Linked DNA regions of Mus musculus: region 1 is linked to region 2. The links are chromatin contacts, called in public Hi-C maps. All regions are on one chromosome and are shown on one strand. The core of a region is the stretch at or near the end of the contact, and the rest is flanking DNA. Distances in the headings are between cores, read along the strand shown.

Evidence for each region. A called contact is a pair of places that touch in the nucleus more often than the background predicts.
Region 1: a contact with region 2 is called in a Hi-C map of cerebellum, with 2.0 times the contacts expected there. The contact joins two enhancer-like sites. A contact is called at or near these places in 2 of 484 Hi-C or Micro-C datasets (Th1 cells and cerebellum), 3 of 115 datasets of contacts at active chromatin or transcription factors (double positive thymocytes and embryonic stem cells) and 3 of 9 other capture datasets (adipose tissue, liver and pancreatic islet).

Annotation. Positions count from the first base shown.
Region 1 is chr2:157,025,424-157,031,607 of GRCm38.p6, reverse strand. It overlaps Soga1 (suppressor of glucose, autophagy associated 1), which reads left to right. Exons shown (of 15, transcript NM_001164663.1): 8 at 590-820; 9 at 985-1,089; 10 at 1,961-2,128; 11 at 3,970-4,221. Among named protein-coding and RNA genes, the nearest start is that of Dsn1, 21 kb to the right of the region's middle. Within about 2 kb of position 4,082, at least 36 of the 459 cell types and tissues checked have an H3K27ac peak or open chromatin away from gene starts, as enhancers often do. A contact at or near this core is called in cerebellum, where this site is marked.
Region 2 is chr2:156,938,166-156,943,792 of GRCm38.p6, reverse strand. Ndrg3 (N-myc downstream regulated gene 3) reads left to right here. Exons shown (of 16, transcript NM_013865.2): 9 at 3,380-3,436; 10 at 5,139-5,242. Among named protein-coding and RNA genes, the nearest start is that of Ndrg3, 51 kb to the left of the region's middle. Within about 2 kb of position 3,557, at least 12 of the 459 cell types and tissues checked have an H3K27ac peak or open chromatin away from gene starts, as enhancers often do. A contact at or near this core is called in cerebellum, where this site is marked.

The sequences.
Region 1 (6,184 bases), core at 2,833-5,332, 87 kb before region 2:
AAGAGGCAGGCAGACTGCAGACAGGAGCACAGAGCAGTCCAGTCGTGCTTTGCTCAGAGCTGTACATCCCAGGCTCCCTTAGCTGTGAACCAGTGTTACTTACTCCCTGGGGTGCTTCTTGTTTCTCAGCCTTCTTTAACCCAGCATGCCTTGCTCTGCACCCACCCTCTCTCTGCCGTCCCCACTCACCAGTGTGAGCACGTGGGAAACACCTGCTGCTCTGTGGGTGCTCAGAGTATGGTGTCCAGAGATCGTTCCTCAGGCTGTTTGCTCAGGGTTTTGAGATGGGATCCCTCCCTGGCACCTGGGCTCACCTATGAGACTACGCTGGGCGGCTGAGCTTTCATAGGTGGGTTCTGGAGAGTGAACTCTGGTCTTTGTGCTTGTCTAGAGGGCACTTTAGTGACTGCTCTCTCCAGCCCACTGCTGCTGCTTGTGAGAGTTCTTCTTCCCAGGATACAATGGGCTGCTGGTAGTAGAAGCCCTGGCGGGGGGTCCCCAGTAGGCACTTGCCATCAGTGTTCCCCTCTACCCTTGTCTGGTTCTGCAATCAACTGGGGCCTCCCTTGCTCACCCCTGTCAATGACAGCTGAAGGAAGACCAGCAGAGGGCGCTGCTGAGACGGGAGTTTGAGCTGCAGAGTCTGAGCCTCCAGCGGCGACTGGAGCAGAAGTTCTGGAGCCAAGAGAAGAACATCCTGGTGCAGGAGTCCCAGCAGTTCAAGCACAACTTTCTGCTGCTCTTCATGAAGCTCCGGTGGTTCCTGAAGCGCTGGCGGCAGGGCAAGGTTCTGCCCAGCGAAGAGGATGACTTCCTGGAGGTATGGCTGAGCATAGCCTTAGCGCGGGGCTGGAAGAATGGGAGCGTGGCACCTGAGTTCTGCCTCTTGTCCCTAACAGTACCTGGTTGGGAGTAGGTCACATGCTATCTGGACTGCTTGCCGCCGGGGTCTCCCGGTTTGTTGAATGTGGTTTCTCAAACCAGGTGAACAGCATGAAGGAACTGTACCTGCTGATGGAGGAAGAGGAGATGAACGCCCAGCACTCGGATAACAAGGCCTGCACAGGGGAGAGCTGGACCCAGAACACGGTGTGTTTAACCCCTTCGGGTCCTACCTTAACTGTGTGTAACTCGTTCATTAATGAGCGCTTCCTGCTATCTTCTCAGCCCTGACAGGACACAGGGTCTGTGGATGCTTATTGCTTGGATTCTGGCCCACCAGTTTCTCAGTGCTAGGGGGACATGCCAGGGTAGTGACAGAAGGCCAATGTCACAAGTAAGGGAAGCAGTTCGCCCGTTTGTTTTATAGGAAACAGTGTTAGAGAATGGGGGTCCCGTGTCCGTGCGTTTCCATGGATGAATAGGGGCTTGTCCAATTCAGAATAGGGAAAAAAGGCCATATTGAACCCAGAGGACAGCATGTGCTGAGGTGTGGCAAGATGTGCTGGAGTGCTGCTGGCCAGTGGGACATTGTGGGAGGGTGAGGATATACCAGGCCAGGGACATACGAAGAGAGACCTTAAGTAAGAACTGTCAAATCAAGCCACAGGTTGGAGAGGGCGGTGGAGTCACCCCCTAGGGTTCTATAGTGAGCTAGAGTGAGGGCGAGCAGTGTGAAAGGCACCAGGAAAGAGGTTTGGGATCCAGTCTGGCGCCATTTGAGGGACATCAGTCAGAGAGGAGAGACCTGCAGCCTGGAGCCCGCTAAGCCTAGGTGAGGTTGTTTCTCTGCGTTTGGGCAGAGTAGCTGCTCCTGGAATAGACTTCATTGTGTATGAGACTTGCTGCTCAGCTGAGCTATTTAGGACAGGCCTTCAGCCCCATTTTACTGGTGAGAGGACCTGAGGAGAGCTCTCTGGAGCTGGTAGGGCCCCAGCTGGACTCCTGGGTGAGTCTGCTATGCCAGGGCTGCCCTTTCTGCCTTCATAAAGTTCCTGACCAGGCCTTACTCTGCCGGCAGCCTAATGAGTGCATCAAGACCCTGGCCGACATGAAGGTCACCCTGAAGGAGCTGTGCTGGCTGCTCCAGGACGAGCGTCGGGGTCTGACTGAACTTCAGCAGCAGTTCGCAAAGGCCAAGGCCACCTGGGAGACAGAGCGTGCAGAGCTCAAGGGCCACGCCTCGCAGGTAAGCCTCCCTGCTTGTTAGGGACGGTCCCTTCCTTTTTCCCGGCCCAGCTCTAGACAGGCAGGTCTCGGAGGAGGATGCTAAGGATGCACAGGGTCCCCTGCACCTCACCGTGTGCCCCAGAGAGATTGACAGGAATGTAGGCTGCACTGTGGACTCACAGAACGCTTCCACGCCAGCCTGCGCGTCATATCCTGCATGGCTCCTAATAGACCGGACTAGGGTGTTGAGAGGGTGAAGAAAAGACAGACAGACACAAGGATACACAGATAGCTGGGATCAGGCGATCTGGACTCTCTATGGAGCTCTGGAAACTCAGCCTATTTACCATGAAGTTGGTGGTCATTAATGCAGATAACCCGGGTGGTGGGGATTATGGTGTACCACAGTATCAGGGGACAAGCTCAGCAAATCTGAGCAGGAGCGCTCTGTAGGGGAGCTGTCTCCAGGCTGCGAATGTTGGAGGGGGCTGCTGTGGCGGACATCTTCATACACTAATAACATCGCCCACACACAGAGGAAGGCTTTGCCGTTTCCCTCTGAGTCTCACCCTGGTGGGACAAATGGCTTTGCCATGTCTCCCTGGGTCCCACGGTCGCCAGGTATCTGTGACGTGACTGTACCCATTTCAAGAGTACACATAAGCTCAGGACCTGACTCACGAGGGCGTCCTCTGCCCTCACACCTGTACTTGGTAACAGGCTGCACACTCCTGTCTGGGCTCTGCTGGCTGCCACCCTCATTTGTTTTCTTCTTTCTTCCTAAGGACTCCCAGCCCCTGCTACCTGGCTCTAATGTGTTCCTCATACTCAAATTGGGTCTCCCCTCACAGCCACCCAGCCTGACTAACAGCGCTCTCACCAGCATCCCCAGGGGGCTGGCATCTGCTGTGTGCCTGGGGGCAAGTTGTTTCCCCACTCTGATCTGACAAATAGGAAGGTAGAAATGCTGTCTCTGCTTCTCTGGACTGGGCCCCTGGCCGCCTCCAGCACATCTTGGCTTCCGGGTGCCTTCCTTGCCATCTGTGGCCATGGGAGACAGGCATGCTGAAGGTCTCTGCTGGCCAGATGGCCAAGCAGGCCCAGAGGAGTTAGGTTTCTCTCCTAGGTATTAAGTAGCAGGCTTGCTCTTGCCCCCCAGGCTTCTGACCTTCTTGTTCCCATGGGTGCATTTCCACCCTCGCCTGGTGTGTGGAGACTCCTTGAGTTTCCCTGAGCCCTGCGCTCTTCCTCACCCTGTGGGTATCCATCTTCTTCCAGCGTTCCCCGCTGCCCCTCACTGCTCCCCAGGCCCAGCCGTCCCAGGAGCTCTGGCTCTCGGACCAGCCTCATAAGGATCAGCGTTCTAGATCCATGGGCAGTGAGTCTTGAGGCTGTATGTTTCTTTCCTGCCTCCCCATGATGAGGTCGAGGCTGAGAAAAATATGCTGGACCATTCCTGCGCCAGCGTATTATGTGACTGTGTGTACATCTCCCTGTGCAGGGCCTCTGGGACAAGGTGAGGCCCAGCTTTCAAGGGGTAGCAGTGGGGAATAAAGAATGTCTTCCACCCGTGGAAGCTGGTGCTCCTGGTAAGAACTGATAAATGTTTGGTTATCAGTAGCCGGGGCTCTCCCTTTTGTAGCAGGATGTGGAATGCTTATCTAGCCCCTTGGAGCCACGGTGAGGGACAGGAAGTGGTGCTTTGCTTACAGAGGCTTAGGAAGAGAACATTGGGTTCGGGGTCAGTCTTGTATGTAGAAAGGGGTCCATAGCACAGAGAGTCCCTGAAGACCTCCCCAGTATGGGTTTGGAGCCAGTGTCCCCTGCCACTATCCAGCTAGCTGGTGCTTCTTCCTGCAGATGGAGCTGAAGGCTGGGAAGGGTGCCAGTGAGAGGCCCGGGCCTGACTGGAAGGCTGCACTGCAGAGAGAGCGGGAGGAGCAGCAACACCTCCTGGCAGAGTCCTACAGCGCCGTCATGGAGCTGACGAGGCAGCTGCAGCTGAGCGAGCGCCACTGGAGCCAGGAGAAGCTGCAGCTGGTGGAGCGGCTGCAGGGAGAAAAGCAGCAGGTGGAGCAGCAGGTGAAGGAGCTGCAGAACCGCCTCAGTCAGGTGAGGAGGCTCTGGTGCAGTGATAGCTGGAGCCCAGGGCACAGGGGAAGCCGCCAGAGTCGGGCCCTTCCCTTCCCAGCACACCACATGGCAGCCTCGGTGATCGCATCTTACATCTTAGCAGTTGCAATAAGGAAGTGATCTTGTCTCACGAGTTCTCACTGAGCAGGTGTCGATCTTGTGCCCATTGGTGGGGCCTGTCGAGACCCAGGACCCAAAAGGGAAGAGCCAAGAGTGGTTTCCATAGGAAAGCGAGAGTCCTCAGACCAGAATGGGAAACCAAGACCTAAGTATTACAAAATCCTTATTCCGTCCGGCTCCCTCCCTTTGCTCTGCAGGTATACATCTGTGGAGAGATCTCTGTCTGGTTTGGTTTTCACTAATTGAGTCATTGTCTTCCGAGGAGAGCCTTGCTCGGTTTAACTGCTGTTTGACTCCCACTCATTCCGCGTGGACAGAGTCCAGGCTCCATGTTTGATTTGGAGCAGGTGACGTCACTCAGTTGGTACAGCACTGCCCTAGCACGCATGAAGCCCTGGGCTGGATTCCCAGCACCACAGGAACAATGTGTGGCAGCTCATGGCTGTCAGTTTTTGGTAGGTAAAGGCAGAAAGGTTAGAGGTTCAAGGTCATCACCCTCAGCTACTTAGTGAGTTTGAAGCCAGCCTGGTTTACATGAAACCTTGTCTCAAAAAACCAAACCAAACAAACACACCAGCAGAAAGCAGCCCTCTACTGTCCTGTGCACAGGTGTATATGTGAACAGTATTTACAATGCTGTAGTCACAGGCTCTCACATGGATAGAGAGTGAGAGAAAGAGAACTTCAGGGGGCTTTCCCCACTGTTCTCGTGTCTGTCTGTCTGTCTGTGTGCAGTGCGCAGACTCGCTTTGCTTCTTTCTTGCCAGTTCTTATGACTCTCCAGTCTTTGGACTCACCTAATCCCCCTGAGAGCCACCATCTTTGTCTTGTCAGCCCGCCATTTTAAACCCTCTCAGTCCTGTAAGGCCACTTCCCAGAAGAGAAGAACGAGCCAAAATGTCCTGTTAATGACAGGACAGAAACATGCCAGCTCCTCACATCTGTTGGATTTTTTTTTTTTAAAGATTTACTTGTTTTTATGTAGATGCGTGTTTTGCTTGCTTACTTACATGTACACACACCATATTCCTGTTCATATTCTCTGGCTAGTGTCAGATTTCTCAGTTATAGATGGTTGTGAGCTGCCGTGTGGGTCCTGGGAACTGAGCCTGAGTCCTCTGGAAACAAGTGCTTTTAACTGCTGAGCCATCTCTGTAGCCCTAACATCTGATAGATTCTTTTTTTTTTTTTTTTGGTTTTTTTTTTTTTGAGACAAGGTTTCTCTGTGTAGCTCTAAGTGTCCTGGAATTTGCTGTGTGTAGACCGGGCTGACTTCAAACTCACAGAGATCCTCCTGCCTCTGCCTCCCAAATGCTGGGATTGTAGGCATGCACCACCACTGCCCAACTTTTAATATCATTTTTTAATGATTTGGAAATCATTAACCAAATCAATGCCCTGCTGAATGAGGTGTGAGCACACCGCTGGGACCTGCCAGCTCGTGGGTGCTCGCTCTTGTGCTTAATTTCCCAGCAGCGCCCACCTATGGAATTTGCTGACTTCCTAGCTCGGCTCCTGCAACCTTTTGATGCTGATTTGTTTCCCTGCATTCAAGCCCAAGCTGCATCCTGTATTTCTTATTTTCTTCCTCCTTTTTCCCTTCCCCCTGTCCTTTCTTTCTTTGTTTGTTTGTTTTGAGACTACATATCTCAATATTTGGCCCAGACTAGCCTGGCATGCTCAGTTCTCCTGAGCTAGGATGACAGAGGTCAGCCCCAACATCTGTATAAGCTGTGCTCTAGATGAAACCAGCTTGGTCAAGCAACCAGCAGAGCAACAGATAGGAAGAGTATCTTTAGTCAGTGTTCTTCCCCACGAAGAG
Region 2 (5,627 bases), core at 2,308-4,807:
TTTACACACGTAATCACCACTCAACTGGCATGTAGAATCGTCCACCTTTTCCTGACTGACACGCCTTGCCGTATTCTGACATCTATTTCGAAGGGACAGGCCCCGTCTGTTCTGAAGCTTCGTGTAACTGGTATTTTAGATTGTAGCCATCTGTGTCTGGCTTCTTCCCATTATCATTGCACCAGCAACAAAGGATTTTCTGTCCTTGTGTGTTTTTCTTCCTTGGGGTAGAGGGACCCCCTTCACATGCTCAACAAGCACCTCACTGCCATGCTACCCCCAGCCCTGAGCATCCTCTTAGAAGGTATAGCTTAGAACTCGCTTCTCCTAAAAGGCAGTGATGTCACTGCCTTTTTTTTTTTTTTTTGAATATTCTTGCAAAATTCCTGTTAAAATCTTGTGCCCTTCTGATAGGGTTCCTCATTCAACATAAACATATTTTAGAGGGGGTGGGTGGGTATGGGGGACTTTTGGTATAGCATTGGAAATGTAAATGAGCTAAATACCTAATAAAAAATGGAAAAAAAACATATTTTAGATATTAGTCTCTTGCTAAATTCTTGTAGCTTAGATATCTTCTCTTAGCCTGGCTTGCATTTTTAGTTGCTTAATAAATAAAATGACTGGATGACTCATTATCTCTAGTAAACATAAGAAACAGCTCTTTTCTACTGTTCCACTTGTCATATTGATTATTAATGTTTACCACATGGAAAATGAAGGATTTTGGTCTCTAAAATATGTGCCACCAGATAGAAAACAAAGTAAGTATACTAATGGCCTATCAAAAATAAATATGCTAGTGACCTGTCACATATAAAATCTCCATGCTAAACCGGAGCCTAGGAGAGGTCCTGGGAAAGCATGTTCACTGTTTACAGCTTCCAGCCGAAGCAGTCTGTTTTCTTATTGAAGGACAAGTGGTATTTCTGTGATTTAATATAAATCTATGGATGTCGAGCTGAAAGCAATGATGTTTTCCATAAGAGAAAAAGAACTCGAGTTTCACATCCTGCTAAAAGATGACTAATGTAATAATTTCATTTTTAAATACTTTGTAATTACAATGAGTGTCTTTGTAATTTGCCACTGAAAGAAGTTTCTCCAGAGGACTATGACCCTGTTTATCACATGTGTCATAGATTTTTATTGACACTCAAACCCATGATATCCAGTATTTTGGTATCTGAGAACTTTATAGTGATGTAGCTCTAGGCAGAGGGTTAATAATGATCTTTAAAGAAATTAACACGTATCCGATGCTTACTGTATAGCAGCTACTGCTCTTAAACTCACCAAGTGAATCAATATGTTATTTAAGGTCATATAGCTAGAACTCACCAAGCCAGAATATCTGTGAAACCATTGTAAGACAAAAAAGGTGACACAGTCTATGTACCAATAATAGAGGGTTTAAAAAAAAAAAAGATAGTAAGGGTAGAACAGTGTATGCCCAAAGAATTATGTTCCTTAAGCCAGATGTGAGAGGAGGATAGAGTCTGAGGTGAACTGGCATAAGGACAGGCTTATCCAGGCCAGGCTTGGTAGCCTTTCCTTTAATCCCAGCACTCTGGGAAGCAGAAATAGGAGGATCTCTGTATAGACCATCCTGGTCTACAAAGTGAGTTCCACGACAGCCAAGAAAACCTGTCTTAAAAAAACAAGAAAAACCTATCCAGGGCTGGCCATGGTGGCATCCCACTGCTCAAGGCAGGGACAGGCTAGCCTAGTCTACTTATCCAATTCCAGGCAAATGAAATCTTGCACATATTTTCTGCCTACCAGCAGACCAGATTCTGAACAGTCTGTCTGTCTGTCTGTCCCCACATGGGTTTCCCTTTAGGGAATATTGCCTCCCCTGGCTTTGGATGGAGAGTACTAACAACGCTGTTGCCAGTGGCTGTGGAATCCTCCCCCAGCCTGACTTATGTAAATGTCTGTCTAGTATGTGGATGTCCTGACCCCCACGCTTAGACAGGGAGCAGCCTGTGACATTCATAGAGCACGGTGGGTCTCTGAGCATTATGGATCGGGCAGCCCGTGAAGTGAGCTGGGTCGTTACTCATGCTCCTCTCTCGCTGCAGCCTGAGGCTCACTGACAGCCCATGGGTGACCTCAGGCCATCTTTCTTCCCTAACCTGTCACCCATGGCCAAGGCTCTCCCGCACCTCCTTCCCTGCATCCTCAGCTCCACCTCATCCAAGTCCTCAGAGGGAATTCCATCCAGAACCCAGGCAGAAGCCTAACGGGGAACTGGCAAGATGAGTTGAGCTGAAATTTGTTTCTGAAAATAGACTGTCTCCAGATTTACACAGATTGCCGCGTTTATTAGACTGTGAGATGCATCGTTTTGAAATGGGAAGAATTGGGAGAGAAATGTTCAAAATGTGAGAACATTCTGTAAATATAGCTTTTCCTCCCACTCCCTGAAATAAAGATGGCTAAAACTGGAAGGAACCTTATTTTTTGTGTCTTGGATGTCTTGGGCAGGGTGGTAAGTTGATCTCTACCCACCATCAACCCAGTGTAAATGCAAAACTAGGGGCAGGGAGGAGGCAGCAGAGGCCACCGTCCCAGACTGCACGTTTCAGAGCACTACCTAACATGTTCCCTCACACGGTCCTTCAACCCTCCTTTTCCCTCTCCACCCCCTTCTCTCTCTCCTTTTTAGCTTTCTTTTTATCTTTTTCTTTTTGAGATTAGGTCTCCCAAGGTCACTAGGGTTAATCTCCAAGTCCAGTGCTGAAGTAAACTAAACCTTCTACCCCGGCCTTCTGAATTCATGGGTCTGTAGGTGTAACTATAAAATACCCTGCTACAATGCCCCTATTTCAAAGTATGCCATACTACCTTAGAATGGAAATTTAACCTTTTTCAGACTTCCTATGTTTCTTTGAAAATACTGTGTCACACAAATATATCACACTAAATTTGTAGGGTTTGTCTGGTTTGAAAAAATGGTCTCTCTCTGTAGCATATGCTGACCAGTAACTTCCTATACATCCCGTCTAACTTCAAACTATGGTCCTCCTCCCTTAACCTCTCTCATCCTAGTAACTGGGATTACAGTTGTTTGCCACCATGCCCTGTGACCTCTTGTTTTATTGAGGAATAATGTTTGGACAGAAAAGAACACCTTCCTTTAGTGGACAGCCTGTGAAATACTCACACTTGCTAACTCTATTAACACCATTTTGGGTTTTTTTGGGTTTTGGTGGTGGTGGTGGTGGTTTTTCGAGACAGGGTTTCTCTGTATAGCCCTGGCTGTCCTGGAACTCACTTTGTAGACCAGAGAAATTCGCCTGCCCCTGCCTCCTGAGTGCTCAGATTAAAGGCATGTGCCACCACGCCCAGCTTAACACCATTTTTTATCTTTTAGCTCTCAGGTTTTACCACCAACATTGTGGACATAATTCTGGCTCATCACTTTGGCCAGGTAAGCTCCTGTTCTTGTACAAAAAGCCTTCCTGTGCTTCAGGAGAGAAAGAGGCTCATTGCAATGCACGGATCCTGCAAAGAGCATGGTCCTTGCAGTCAGAAGGGCACGTGGGCCTGCAAAGGCTAGCCCTGCAGGAGGGGCTTCTCTTAGCCTCACGGATCTTGGCACTCAGAGAGAGACAGAAAACAGCCTCTCCCCACCTGTCCCCCGTGAGCAGAATGCCATCTGGGTATGTTTGACAACACCAGTGCCTCAGCAGACAGCTTTAGAGCCACCAGGAGGTTCAGGAAGGGCTTCACAGGAATCAACATTTCAGAGGAGACAAGCCAAGAGCGCTGAGCTGCTATTGGGAAAGGAGCTTAGAGATGACCTCATCCAGCCAGGGACTGAGGGACACTGGTGTCCAGCAGGACGGCTGCTGTCCTGGGATGGACAGCTGTTGGTGGGGGATTTGCCTCCAGTCCTGATTTCTAAGGGAAAGTGAGTGATGGAGACACTGCTCGATGAGGTGTGGAGCTGTGAGGGGCTGGGGTGTGGAGGGGCAGTTACAGGGAGGCGTGGAGGCTGCTCAGTTAGTTTGCATCCTTAATTCTAAATACCCCTAAAGGAGAATGGAAGGTCGAGATACAGCAGGCTGTCACCACCTACTGGCTATGTGCCTGCTGAGTAGTTTTTATTTTATCTGGTGTAGGTGGTATAAGCCTGGATCTTCTGAAAGAAGAGCCAGTGCTCTTAACCGCTTAGCAATCTCTCCAGCACCTTGGCTTAATTTTGAGAGAGGGAAACCAAAGGCCTGAAACACAGCATAATATACCACCATTGTCCACATGAAAGTGATGGAGCTGACATTTGAATCAGGGTCTAGTTCCAAAGTTATAGTCTTCCTGTTATTATTTTCTCTTTTTTTTTCATTTTATTTTTTTACTAATATTATACATTTAGGAAGAAGAGCTTATTCAGGCTTATTATAGAAAATCTATGAAACATCCATTTCCTGTTTCTCATAGGCAATCACTCTAGGTCTTCTGATTCCCTGCTCTCTTGCTTTTGACAATGTCTGTCCCCAGGATTGGCATCAAACTTGGATGCTCTTCCTTTAGCTTTCCAAGTGCTGGGATTTTAATCTGGTTCTTCGTGGGTAACCTCCGTCCATATTGTATTCTTGACAAAGGGGGCATAACTCACATACACTATGATGCACATACTGTAAGTGCGTGCCTCTGACCTTTGTCCTATAGATTCTCTTATATATCTACATATATTACTGTATAAAATGTCTCCATACAAAGAGAACAAAGAGGTTCTCTTCTTCCTATTCATTAATCCCCCGAAACACACTCACTGTTCCATTACCTCTCTTCTTTACTTTTGCCTAATTTTTAATTTAAAATAGGTAAAATCATAGGATATACTGCCTGGACCTGGCATTTTTCGCTCCATATAACTATCTTTGGTATATCCATCTACCAGTTGGTGCCCTGGTTCGACACAGAATATGGAACTGAACTCTGATGGGGCCCATAGGTATTGTTGATCTTAGAAGATGTAAGCCATTCGGTGTGCTGGTACATTAATAACTCTCCACAGCACCCCCAGTCCCCTCCTGAGCACAGTGGCTCCTGTCACTGAAAATACAAACTACATAAGATGGACGTGTTCTGCCGTTCAGCTTACTGGTCTTTTCTTCCACTCGTTCTAGGAGGAGTTGCAGGCCAATTTGGACCTCATTCAAACCTACAGACTGCACATTGCTCAAGATATCAACCAAGAAAACCTCCAGCTCTTCCTGGGTTCCTATAATGGGTAGGGTTGTCTCCCAACCCTTTAGTTAACTGTGTAGCCCACCTCTAAAATCTGCTTGACATTCAAGGAAGCAGAGAGGAGAAATAACTCCTGCCATGGTCGTTTAATCGGATCGCCTATGGTGTTTGATCATTCTAGGATGGAAGGGCTGTAAGAAAGAGCTTTAAAGAAGTGAGTGCTAAAAACAGTAGCAGTTTCTAGGCTCTCTTAGGGGAACAAAGAAAGCCAAATTAGCATATAGTCAGAAAAAGCAGTTAATGCTGAGGTCCAGAAGAAAGCCAGGCACGTGTAGGAAGACACAGTGTGTGTGGTGTGGGCAGCGTACAGGGGTCACTGGGGCTTGGTTTTAATGCTGTTTGCTGCCGCCTTGTCATGAAGCAGGCAG